Regions from separate parts of the Mus musculus genome. Here region 2 is linked to region 1. Evidence: chromatin contacts called from public promoter capture Hi-C data. All regions are on one chromosome and are shown on one strand. The core of a region is the stretch at or near the end of the contact, and the rest is flanking DNA. Distances in the headings are between cores, read along the strand shown. Region 1 holds the start of Uqcrh (ubiquinol-cytochrome c reductase hinge protein). Region 2 holds the start of Ctps (cytidine 5'-triphosphate synthase).

Region 1 (6,755 bases), core at 2,257-4,756:
CAGTCAACCTGGATGATATATGACCCTGTCTCAAAACTATAATAACAAACAAACAAACAAACAAACAAAAAATTGCCGGGCAGTGGTGGCACACGCCTTTAATCCCAGCACTTGGGAGGCGGATTTCTGAGTTCAAGGCCAGCCTGGTCTACAGAGTGAGTTCCAGGACAGCCAGGGCTACACAGAGAGACCATGTCTCGAAAAAAAAAAAAAAAAAACCAACCCCCCCACCCCCCAAAAAAAACCAAAACAAAACAAATAACAACCTATAATAACTAAAAAATAGCTAAACTTTGTTTATATCCCAAACCAAGTTTAGAGGAAAACTAACTTAAAAATATTTTCACTATTTTTTTTTTAACTGCAGGGGTGTGTATGTGTGTACGCACATATGAAAATGCAGGTGCCTGTAGAGGTGCTCTCAAGTTGAATTTGGAATATGAATATGGTCAAACCTAAATCCTTCTTTAGTCAACTTAAAGTTATAATCACTGCCTTTTAACTTGCAGATAAATATAAGAAAAGGGAACACCAGGCCCCACATAATCTATTTCTAATTCCACTGTATAACTTTTAATTAGTTTCCTTTCTTTCCCTAATTGTAAAAATTACCTGTTGGAGCACAGGTCCTAAATCTGGCACATGGCACAGTGATCTGTCTGCTGTAGATACAGGTATCCACAGTTGGGAGAAGATAAAGACACACAGGGAAATGAGCTCAACAACCATGTTTCCCAAATCCTAACCAAGACAGTACCCTACAAGTGAGGACAGGAGGTGCCACTGTAACCTCTGCTCTTTACTCTTTTTGTGATTGGCAAGGTTTCTCCTAAGTGTAAAGATGTTACATAGAATATAGATGCTAGTTTTTCATCAATAAGGTTTCTTAAAACGCCTTTCAAGAATTTATTAAGGGGCTGGAGAGATGGCTCAGCGGTTAAGAGCATTGACTGCTCTTCCAGAGGTCCTGAGTTCAATTCCCAGCAACCACATGGTGGCTCACAACCATCTGTAATGTGATCTGATGCCCTCTTTGCTAGCAGGGCTGGAGCAGGCAAGCAGGCGGGCAGGCAGGTGGGGGGGTGGGGGGGATATAAAAAAAAAAGAATTAAAGGGATAGAGAGATGGCTCAGTAGCTAAGAGAACTTGCTGTTCTTGCAAAAGAATCAGCTTTGACTCTCTTTTTTAAAGATTTATATTTAAGTATATGAGTGGTTTATCTGCATGTATACCTGCATGTCAGACAGAACAAGGCATTAGATCATTAGATTAGACAGAAGAGGGCATTATAGATGGTTGTGAGCCACTATGTGCTTGCTGAGAATTGAAGAACAGCCAGTGTTCTCAACCACTGAGCCATCACTCCAGCCCCACTAGATTTGACTCTTAACACCCACATGTCACCTCAAGACCATCTCTACCTCCAGTCCCAGGGGATCCAACACCATCTTCCAGCCACATATGTAGGTAAAACAATTGTATGCATAAAAATAAACTATTTTTTAAAATTCACAAAGAAAAAGTATCCCCCTAAAAAGATCCTCTGACATCAGAGCTCAGTGGTAAAGAATACCTGAGGCCCTGGGTCCAAGTCCTAAAACCATCAGGTAAAATTGCTTGCTACCAAGCCCGACAACCCGAGTTTGATCCCAGGAGCCCATGTGAAAGGACCTACAGACAGAAGCATGCACAAACCAACACCTATACATGCTCACAAAAGATGGCTCAGCAGTTAAGAGCACTTGTCTCTCTTCCAAAAAAACCCTGGCTCTTCCTAGCTCCTACATGGTTGCTCACAAACGTTAACTCCAGTTCCAGAAGATCTAGTGCCCTCTTATGGTCTCAGAGGGCATCAGGCATTGCAAGTGGTGCAAAGGTATACATGTAAGCAAAATACAAATATACACTTAAAGTAAAAATAAAATCGGGGGGGGGGGGGGACACACCTGAAATTAGCATTCTAGAAGCAAGACAACTGTGTCATTTCCCAATTGGCATTACTATAACAACACTAATGTGCTAAAAACACCATGCTAAACAAATCCAAATACAGGTCTAATTCTGTTTCCACCAATGAGAAAATCCAAAGTCACACTGAATAAAAAGATTTCATCTCCATTCATTATGGATCTTTCACAAAATTAATTTAACTTTCTTCATTTTATTATTTGATTTGTTGGTTTATTGTTTTTTTGAGAAAGGATCTCTATAGTCCTGGCTGTCATGGAGTTTGATATGAAGACCAGGATGGCTCTGAACTTACAGAGATCCTCCTGCCATTGCCTCCTGAGTGTTGGGATTAAAGACACGGACCACCATGCCCAACTTTCTTAATTTTAAAACTTCTATCTGCTGTGGTATCCTGTTAAACTTTCTGAGAATGAAAACTTGAAAAAATTAAGGGATAAATAATTTGCCAACTAATTAATCCATTAAGCCCTGATGGCTTGTCCTGAAGTAGACAAGACAAATGCACAGGAAATGGAAGCAAAGTGAGTCTCGGGCTAGAGCTCTGGCTCTCAAGCCTGGACGTCTGCATTGGAGTCCCAGTTGTATTGTCTTGCTAGTTGTGTGCCCTCATTCAAGATAAACTTCCTTGCTTGCTGCCTCATGTAATAAAAGTGACAAAAATATATAATGTACCTGATATTTACCTCATGGGGAAACTGTGCAAGTTAAGTATCTTAGTGCATATAAAGCACTCAGCACATAAGCAGCCAATATTTATCACAATGATGCTCAACTTGGGAAAGAGCTCCCTCTTGCACCACAGAATTACACTACACATTCTTAAACTGTCCCCAAAGGCACAAGTCCTCGGCCATCTCCATCCCAAAAGATAAAGAACCGCTTTTTGTTGGAGATGCTGGGAAGCGAATACAGGGCTTGTTAATGCTAGGCAAGAGCTTTACCATGAAGCTACACCCCAACTCCTGAAAGCACTTTTCCGAAGACTAGGGTCCCCGAAATCTCCATAAATAAATTCTGACCTAAGCTACGTTAAAGACTAACGTTAGTTTTTTGCTTCACGCACTTATCAAGTTAGAACCTCAAAACATTTATCAAATTAGAACCTCAAAAACCTGGGGGGGGGTTGTTTGTTTGTTTACACAAGTTTATCAGTGCAGCATTATAAACTCCAGTTACACTTTCACATTCCTGGTTTGGGGAAGCCAATCCCGAGAAAGACTAGCTATTAATCTGCCCAAGGTCAACCAAAGAATTCTGAAGGTAAGTAACGGAAACCACCTCTCTGGACCCCGCAAACCCTAGGCTATAAACCCGGACTAAGAGAGCCCCGGGAGGTGCTTTGTTGAGCTAGGTCCCGGGCCCGCCAACCTCGAAGCCTTACCTCTTTGGGGTCTCCAGATCCAGTGAGCATCTTTCGTTCGTCCTCTAGTCCCATGTCGGGAGCCGGTTTGGGATCCAACAAGCGCAACCAGAGTAGTACTCCACTTCAGGTTTAAGAAGGACTAGTAAGGGTCACTCGACGGATATCCGGCGACCTGGCCGGAAGTGCGGCATACTCCTCGTAGTCCCGAACACACGCACAAATTGGGCTGTACTACTCGCTAGCTACGAGACGTAGGGGGAGCTGCTATATACGCCTGCAAAGAATTTGCTAAGAAACATCCTTTCGGTCACTTCTTGCCCAAATGTGTTGATCTACAGTATTTTTCCAAGTAGTATTCCCTAAGATACTTGAGTCATCTGCTCCTCTGTTTGACGATCTTTTAATGTTGTTTCTGTTCTTCCCCATATCCCTTATGGAGCGGTCCTAAAAGCTGACCTCTTCAAGATGGCGGCCCGCGGGTGTCATTCTCGGGCTCGCGCACCTCCCCAAGATGGCGGCGCCCGAGGCCTGGCGCGCCCGGAGTTGCTGGTTCTGTGAGGTAGCGGCAGCAACGACCATGGAGGCCACGTCCCGGGAGGCGGCGCCAGCGAAGAGCTCGGCCTCGGGCCCCAGCGCTCCCCCCGCCCTGTTCGAGCTGTGCGGGCGGGCAGTGAGCGCCCATATGGGGGTTCTGGAGAGCGGGGTGTGGGGTAAGTCGCGGAGTGAGGGGCGACCTCCGGCAGCGAGCGGGGGCGGCCCGGCGGCCAGGGGGCGCGGGGGGCGAGGCCGAGAGGCCCGGGGCCAGGCCCAGCTGGGAGCCCCGGGAGTTCGATGGTGGAGTCGGAACAGAAATTCCGTGACTGACAGGGCGGGACGGAGTGAAGCCTGAGACCGAGGGAGCCGGTGAAGCCGAGCCGCGGCTCGCCTGGGGGGCGCGGGGGGCGAGGCCAGAAGGCCCGGTACGGGGCAGAGCTGCCAGGGCCCTAGCGACGGGGGCTGGAGTAGCAGGCCGGAGCCACAGGCTCGGAACTGACACTGGGCTGGACCGGACTGAACGGAGGATTCTCGGATCTCGAACCGACGGGGCAGGGATGGCCGGGCTGCCCCGGGGCAGGGACCGACTTTGGCAGGCCCGACCCGAGGCAAGGAGGCCAGGCCCGCAGCCACCTGCGCTGCCGGCCCGGGGCCTCCGCTGTCCGCCGGGCACACCACCGGTACCTGGACTCCGGGAGCCCCGCGGATGGGCGGGGTGGGACAGCCCAGTGGAGAGCGAGCGAGGGACCGGAGTCGCGGGGAGAAGCCGAAAAGGCTGGGAGCGCCGTGGCCTGTTTGACGGCCCGAGCGAGGGCTGAAGGGAGCGCACCGACGCCCCAGACCTCGCTGCTAAACTGAGCTGCGGGTCTGCCCGCCGAGCAGGTAGCGCCGGTGGCCTTCTGGATGGACCGGGGCGGTGGTGGAGAAGGTAGGAAAGTGAGTGGAGGGCTCCGGGAGACGCTCCGTAAGCACGGACAGGCTCGGGAGACCGGCCGGCGGGAAGGGCCGAAGAGGCCTCAGGCCGGGCAGGGGCCAGGGTATCCCGGACTGCGGAGCTAGAGTCGGGTGAGACGCGTCATGGGGAAGAGGCCTTGGGCCGAATAGGAGGGAGCCGAGGCCTTAGTTGTGAGAGCGGCCGGTACGGAGGGGCTGGACCCGGCTAGACAGTCCGCTCCGCTCCGGTGTGAGCCAAGGCCTTCTGCTCCCCGACCAGATGGCAAGGAGGCCCTGCTGGAGGAGGATACCGCAGGCCAGCGGCCTGGCAACTTAAGCGGGGAAAGGGTCCACGACGTGAAAAGTGAGAGTAGAGAGTTAAAGAGAAAGTTAGGGCCTTCAGGGGAGACAAGGGAGGGAGGCCATGGGCCTGACAGAATTGGTGCTAGTGGAGTAGGGTCAGGCTGAAGTTGGATGAGATCACAGGTCGGGCCAGACGGAAGGTGGAGGAGGAGAGGGTAACATCAGAGGAGGCTCCTGGCCTTGGAGTGTGCAGGGGATGTGCCACCGGGACTATCCAAGGTGGTGGTGACATCTTTGCCAGAAGGCAGGCCCTGGTCCGTTAAGAACTGAGAGTGAGGGTTTTGTTAAGCCCCAGGAGGTGGGTTTGCAGGATTGCTGCCCCAGAATAGGTTGTAAGGCCTTAGAGTGGCCAGCACTGCTGAGAAGGCCCAAGCGCCTTCCAGGAGGTGGGGGTGGGGGAGAAGAGATGGATAAGAAGTCCTCAGGCCCTGTGTGAGCAGAGGAGATTGTGGAGGCCCCGTGCCAAGCTGCGCAGAAAAAGGTCAGGCTGACCCTATGGTGAATGGAAGGAAAGGCCTCCCTGGGGTTGAACAGGGGCTCAGAGAAGTCCTGGAAATGTGGCAGCCTGTTATCAGCCTGGAGAGTCTTTAGATGCTGATCTTGGCTAGAAGAGGAGTTGGGTGTTAATGGAGGCCCTGACTTGCAAAGAGGAAGCATTTAAAAGGAAAAAAGTACGGCTGGAAGCAAGCAAGGAACCTGTCTTAAGAATAAAGGAACAGTAGACTTTGTAGTTTGAAGAGATGAGAATTCCTGTGAGAGGTGTGAGAGGGGATTGCTAAGCAGGAGGGAGCAGAGTCCAAAGGAAAAGGGGGAAGCTCTGAAGGCATGGCTTTTCTTTCTGTGTACTCATCACTACTTCATTGTTCCCAGTTGAGAAGAGACAGGAGAACCTGCAGTGGGCTAGATCCAGTAAATAGCCACCCAGTCAGTAAGAACTTGACTCTGTAAGAACTTTTAGAGGTGCCAAGAAAAAGGCCTGTCAAGCGCTGCTGTTTCAGAGGGAGGCCTCAGGGTGAGCTAGGGAGCAGTCAGGAAAGGCTTCTGCCATTAGTGGACTAGCACTGAAGAGAGGGGAGTAAGTGGAGGCAACCCAAGTGTGTAGTGAGAGACAGTGGGCCAGGGAGATGCTCAGCAGGTCAGGCCAGACACTGCCATCAGCCTGACAACCTCAAGGCCATTCCTGGGACCCAACTAGCAGAATTGGATCTGCAAGTGACTGTCCTCTGACCTCATTCCTGCTGTGTGCCACATCTCTCAGTGATCTCTCATGATGAGAAAAGTTCATCGATGGTAGATGACCTTAAATATCAGGGTGTGAGATTTGAACTTTATCTTGTATGGAGTAGAGAGCTTTTGAAAGGTTTTGATCAGAGTATGTCATCGGGGGGGGGGGAGAGAAGAGGAGAGAGAGAGAGAATATAAAGATAGATGTCAGAGAAACAGTGTGTCAGATGATAGACCTACATTACTATAATAGCACAGGGAATTAATGTTCTCATTCAACAGGTACAGTGAATATTAATGAGTACCTAATAGATAAAAAAAAAGTACACTAGATTCTTAGGCCTCATGATTCAGTTATTCTTCAAGT
Region 2 (6,664 bases), core at 954-3,453, 4.5 Mb after region 1:
GAAAATGCCGCCACCAAGCATCAAGAAATGCTTGCTTTAGCACAGAGAAGACACTTCCCCCCTCTAAAAACCCTGTGTGAAGCCAAATTAAAACAAAAATAAGCTAAGGAACAAAGAAAGGGGAATTCTGCAGGACGCATTTCCCAGCTCCACTCCTCCCAGGAACGAGAATGAACAAACTTGGCAAGGAAAGCATAATGCTTGAAATACCTTTCCCCTTACACAGTAAGGAATGTTATCCTGCTCTTTCTACCCTCTGCGCAGTCGTTTCAAAAGTGTACTTCTACAAAATACAACTGGGTTTCCCAGAAAGGTTTTGACAGGATAAGGTACTCCATGCCTGTAAAGAAAGGGGCACTTGGAAAGAGAAAGGAGGGTTGCCCCAAGTTCAAAGACACCTGATCTACATACATATGGAATTCCTATCTCAAAAGAGGGGAAGGTGACTTTATGGGCAGAAAAAAAAAAAAAATCAAAAGAAATGATGACTAGTCTTTAACCCAAGACCTTCAGGAGTGTTTAGTATGCTTATGCAGACTGTGAACCCCAAAAGGGTAGACAATATCCTTGAGAGAAAAACTGTATCACCTCATAATTATATGGTTCCTTCTTATTAATGCATTTATCAAACTTGGCTATATTTTAGTATTTTAGATAAGTCCAAACCTGGCATCCTGGCATTTCTTACTAAGACTACAGCCTAGACTCACTGAGTCAATTTCTGATGTTCCTACAGATTCCTCAGTTCAGAACAGGTTGTCACGGGATCACCTCATCTTGTCCCAACTTTATTCAGATCTCTCTGTGTGTATGTGCGTGTGTGTTTCTGAGAGAGAGAGAGATTGAGACTCAGACAGACAGACAGACAGACAGACAGACACTAAGATTCTGGCAGTCTCCCAGAGTGACTGGCAAAAAAATATTCCAAAAGCCACAAAGAGCCAGTTGGAGAGGACCCATTCCCTAACGTTTACAAACTACCTATTATGGGAGAGCTACTCACATGCTGGGGGTACCACAAACTTAAGTCAAATGTGGGTCCAACTTAAGTATCTCCGGGAGAGATGACCTGGACTGAGGGAGGATCCAGGAGCTCCTTTTGAAAACCTGCCTTGTAATGGGCCCGTAAGGCTGACTGACTGAAATGAGCTAGGAATCAGGCAAAGCATGAACAAGCAGGTGAGCCCACAGGATGCACCAAGAAAAAAAGATTAGGGCAAAGGGATGGCCAGGGGCCAGTCCATGGGCAAAGTTGAATGTCCACGCTGCACTTTTTTTTCTGAAGATGACAAGACACAAAAGGTTTTTCAAGTACAGGAGCTATAATATAGAGCAAGGGGCACCAGATAAATTCACGAATGAAAAATGTGAAAGCTTTTGTTAAAAAAAAAAAAAAATGAAGTTGGTGAAAATCAGGCTCAGGATCCACCGCAGATGTGCTGAAATCTAAATCTAGCCCCGAAGTGCCTGATGCCCGGGTTCGCACCGCCGTAAAAAGTGGGACGAGAACCACAGCAGCACCCACCCGCGTCACCCGGCTGCTGAGGATTTAAAATAATGAGTGTGGACGTAAGGCAGCCACGCTGACGTAGTGGCCTCAAGAACGCCAGCATCTTCGCGCTGGGCTGGAAAGAGAGACAGCAGCTGGGTAGCCTGGGCCGTGAGGCCCAGCGAACCTACAAGCCCCTTCCTCCCGCGCGCCGGGCAGCGCCGGGAGGAGCTCAAGGCCGCCAGTCGGGCCCCATCACAGGCTGGGGCTCTGGGAGACCCCTCCGCGGCGGCACACCGCGCTCTCTACCTCACCAAGCCCGGCTGCCCGCGTCGCCGGACTCGGCCCCTTTCCTTAGCCGGGCCACGCGGCCCGCGCGCGGGAGCCGGCAGCTCGCGTTCCGGGACTGCCCGCCCCACTCCCGTTAGAGATGCAGCCCATTGGGCAGAACGCCGGGCCAGCTCTCCCCTGATTGGTGAGAAGAGACGTTTATCGCCCCGGCGGCGTGGCCGTCCGCGCCGGGCTCTGTCGGCGCCACAGGCTCTTGCACCCGGGAGCCGTTCCACCGGGATCCCTGAAGTCTGCCTACCTGAGGCCGGCTTCGGAGTCTCGTGTCAGCCACAGCAAGGCCGGCGCGCGCGTGGTGAGCCTCGGGCAGCCAGTGCTCGGCCGGGCCGCATGCGCCAGCCGTCTTTCTGAGAGGCGGGCTCTAGGCGGTGCGCACGCAGAGGGCGGGGAGAGGCGGGCCCAGGGGAGGGTGGGGCTAGGGCGCGCATGCGCGGGACGTCTCGCCGCAGCTTGTTGAGTGGCTACTGCGGGTGGGTCTCGGGAGTTGTGGGTTCTGTGGGCTTCCTCGCCCGAGGTCTAGAGGATGCTGGTGACTCGCATCTAACCGGAACCCTGAGGGCCTTTGCCTGGTCCCGCAATAGCCGGTGGACACTCTCACCTCCCATCCGCCTTCCCTCAGGCTGCGGGCCAAATCATCTCGTGCTCTCGCCCCGCACCGCCGCCTTCTCCCGGTGCCTGCTTGTCTCCCTCTTAGGCCGGGCCGCTTGGCTTCACGTCCTAGCCAGCTGCCTTTCCACACAACGCACCCTGACGGTGCCTGCATTAGAACAACTGTCGCGAGCCTACTTCCATCCGGCACTAAATGTAGAGAGGCAAACGAGCCCACTTCTAACAAGTCATGGGGATTTTCACAGACGATTGGGACTTGGGGAGTTAGTGTACAGCGGGTTCTGAACACGTAGCAGAAACGTTTACTGGCAAGGAAGGGAGGGAGGAATAGAAAATGAGGCAGAAGAAAAAGTCTGTGTGCACATTCCAGGCGAGGTCCAGAAGAGCCTTGCAGAGTGAACAGTGCAGGCTGGAGAGGTTGGAAGGGCAGCTCTATGCAGAGCGTTGTAGGCAAAAGATTTACAGCACCCAAGGTGATGATTTTGTCTTTTGAATACTACATAAACCCATGTGAGTTTTTAATACCCTCCACCCTGCAAAAACTACACAAAGGTTTCCTTAGGAAGTACCTTGTACCTTGAACTCCATCCAGGAGGCTTGTTTCCTTCCATTAGGAGTAATTTATTGCTTTTTTTTTTCTTCTGTCTTTGCTGAAAGAGTTAAAGAAAAGGTATGCCTCCCATGACCATACTGGTTTTTTTCAGGAAAATGACTCAAACAAGTAGAATTCCAAGAAACCACTTAGGAGAATTCTACAGGGGCTTCTCTCGGAGACTTCCGGATTCTTTCAGATCCCAACCAACAGCATGCTCTGAGTCTGCCCAAATACCCAAACTGCTCTGCTCCAAGAAGCTTCCATAAGAGGTACAAAACTGAACTCCTCCCCCAGTCGCTCTTCTGGGGGACCCCTTCACTCCCCTCCACTCTCCCATATTCTCTTTGATGGTCTTGCTTTCCATTTCACCAAGAAAATGCAAGCCAACAAGAGAACTTCTGTCTACCAGCCTGCTTTCATGTGTGCGAGCAGCATGGTCTTTCATCTTGGTACTTCAGACAAGTGGCTGCAGTGGAGAGGGCAGCCCCCCTCTTCTCACTGCTTCAGGTGCCATACAACTCACCGATGCCTGGGATGTCTCCCCTCCACATCACCAGTTTTCTCCTTCTACTACCCCAGTGCAGAGTGTTACATGGTTCTCCCATGTTTGCCCAGGGCCCTTGTTTGTCTACAGCCATCTCTGCTTCACCTCCCAGTCTGTCACTTTTCAGCAAAACTCGAGGAAAATGTTGGCACTGACTATCTCTGGGTTTTGTTTTCCACCCTTTTCCTTGTACGAGTTCTAGTCAGCCATTGTTCATGTTCCTGTTAACTAAATATTTTTATGTGTTTTGGTCATGAGCCAATGTCGTTAAAGCCTGAACTATGTCCAGCCCAGTTTATGTTCTGTAATTCCACCAAAAATGTTTTGATCAAAAATCAAGTTCATGTTCCCAAACCTTATCTCTGAACATAGGGTACAGATTCTAATTCCATACCTGTTCTCAGACCCTAAAGGAAGACAATATGTGCATGATGTGAATGCATTTATGCATACTTAAACTACTTGTTTTCCTAACCTTAGACTCAGTCTTCCTGTAAGCTTCTATGTGCAGCCATAGTCCCAAAACACAGCCCCCTGAACTGACATCCTCTGTGGCATCTTATGTCCCCGCTGGTCATTCCCTCCCTAAAATGGTCTTCTCCTGGCTTCTTGGAAACCATATTCATTTTTTTCCCTGAGTTATAGGCCTCCTGCATCTGCCTAGATCCTCTTCTTGACCTGTAAATAGTGTTCTGCCTTGGGCCTTATTTTAAAAGTCTCCACTTAAATCATCTTCTAAATAATCATGTTCAAAATGACAACTCTGGAATTGATATCCCTAGCCTGGACTTGTTCTGAACTTCATGAGTAATTCCCCTCCTAGCACAGTACTTAGTCAGCTAGGCATCTTGTCCTCCATCTCCACCTGCCTCTCTGGGATGCCTTTCATCATCAACTGCTCCTCAGAGAATGGGGTCAAGGCAAACTTTCTAAAAAGGGCAGGTCACCCATACTCGATGCTACACAAGCAACTGAGCTCTGTCTTCATAGCACAGAAGTTGAAACAGTTAATACATCATGAAGTAAGTATGGTTTTTCCGAAGAAAACTGTGTTTCGCTGGGAGATGGTGGCACGAGCCTTTAATCCCAGCACTCGGGAGGCAGAGGCAGGCAGATTTCTGAGTTCGAGGCCAGCCTGGTCTACAGAGTGAGTTCCAGGACAGCCAGGGCTACACAGAGAAACCCTGTCTCAAAACAAACAAACAAAAAAAACCAAAACAAACCAAACAAAAACAACAAAAATGAAATAAAGCTGGAGGAACATATGAGGAAGACATTCTAATGTCATTCTCGGGCCTCTTAACCTTAACATGTCCCATTACAAGTGAGTATACACACACACACACACACACACGAGTCTTGATTGAATATGTGATACTACAGAATATAGGCTATCTTCAAGGTTTTCTAGAGTTGATAGATCATATAATCATCGGTGATGAGAAGACCAAATAAATGTATATAACTGAATGTAAAATGTCAGAATTATGCTGATAGCCATTTCAGAAGTTGCTGGAAGTTCTAATCCCAAGCCAAAATTCATTTAATGATTCTTTTAGAAATTAATATCAAGTCAGTCAGCAACTCAAACTCAAACAGCAATTTTTTAATCAAACATTCTTTCCCTTTCTTTTTCTTTCTTTCTTTTTTTGTTTTAGTTTTAGTTTTTGGTTTTTCGAGACAGGGTTTCTCTGTGCAGCCCTGGCTATCCTAGAACTCACTCTGTAGACCAGGGGGGCCTTGGACTCAGAAATCTGCCTGCCTCTGCCTCCCAAGTGCTGGTATTCCACACCACTGCCCAGCTTCTTCATTTTTTTTGTAATACAAGGACAACCTTGAACTTCTGATCCTTCTACCTCCACTTATGAAATACAAGGATTACAGACATGGACCACCAAGTTTTTGTACCAGGTATTATGCACTGAACCAGGGTTTGCACTATAACAGACAAGCACCCTACCAGCTATATACTCTAACACAATACAACTGAAATATTTATAAATGTGATACATGCTAAGGAATGGTGGCAGGAAAATATTAAAAGTCTTTGTTTTCTGTCATTTAGCTACTAGGCTTCTATATGAGCATGTCTGTACTCAGCATGTCTTCTGCAGGTTATAGCACGCAACAGCTTTAAATCTGAACAGAGATGTTTCAGGCAATAGTTGCTGGCTTTGTATATGTCTTGCAAAGCGAGTACACGTATTGCATGTCTAGAGCCATGGCTGTGGTAAAAATCACATGATATAGCACATGTGAAAACAGCTAAGAAACACCTTAGATTTGTCACACACTCACTTTTGAGTTCTTTTTGGTGGCGGTGCATTCAGAAACTTTACCTGGCACTCACATTCAGCTCTACAGTTCCATCTGAGGCTTTGAGTCATGGCGAAAAGCAGCTGAGCCCTCCAGCGCTTTTCTTCAGTCACCCACTGACTCAAGAGCCCCACCTCAGGCCATGTTCCCAGGGGACTCTAATATAGCACCCCTCCCACACATCCTCACCTTACTGGATGCTGCCTGAGGTGTTTGTCATAGTGGGCTGGCATTGGCTATTTACTTGTCTGTCTCCTCTACCTCAGATTGGAATCTCTTTGAGGTTACTTGACCTTTCTCTGGCTCCATTTCTTTACCAGGTACAATCTTCTTCACCTTTTAATAAACAGGATCTAGCATCTTTCTCACTAGAACCCTCTAATGAAAGCACTACCATTATCACTATCTTACAGATGATGAACAGATGGCAGTGAATGCAAACGAAAACACCCACATTATCACTGCCTTATAGATCAGAGGTTCTCATCCTGTGGATCTCAACCCCTTTAGATGGAGTGGCACTTTCACAGGGTTTACCTAAAACCATCAGAAAACACAGATATTTATATTACAGTTCCTAGCAGTAGCAAAATTACATTTATGAAGTAGCAATGAAAAGAATTTTGTGGTTGGGATCACCAGAACATAAATGCTGTATTAAAGGGTGGCAGCATTACCACTGGAAGGTTGAGAACCGCTCTTAGAGTTAATGAAGACCAGACTACAGTGAGTGCAAATGGCCTCCCAAGGCCAGTGTGAGGAG

What was found. Promoter capture Hi-C pulls out the DNA fragments that hold promoters and counts their contacts.
Region 2: a contact with region 1 is called in a promoter capture Hi-C map of pre-B cells. The contact joins the promoter of Ctps here to the promoter of Uqcrh in region 1. A contact is called at or near these places in 2 of 39 promoter capture datasets (cranial neural crest and pre-B cells).

What each region holds. Positions count from the first base shown.
Region 1 is chr4:116,071,564-116,078,318 of GRCm38.p6, forward strand. It overlaps Uqcrh (ubiquinol-cytochrome c reductase hinge protein), which reads right to left and starts at 3,507. Exons shown (of 4, transcript NM_025641.3): 1 at 3,353-3,507. The coding sequence starts at 3,406. It overlaps Lrrc41 (leucine rich repeat containing 41), which reads left to right and starts at 3,706. Exons shown (of 10, transcript NM_153521.2): 1 at 3,706-4,044. The coding sequence starts at 3,846.
Region 2 is chr4:120,568,073-120,574,736 of GRCm38.p6, forward strand. It overlaps Ctps (cytidine 5'-triphosphate synthase), which reads right to left and starts at 2,204. Exons shown (of 19, transcript NM_016748.2): 1 at 2,079-2,204.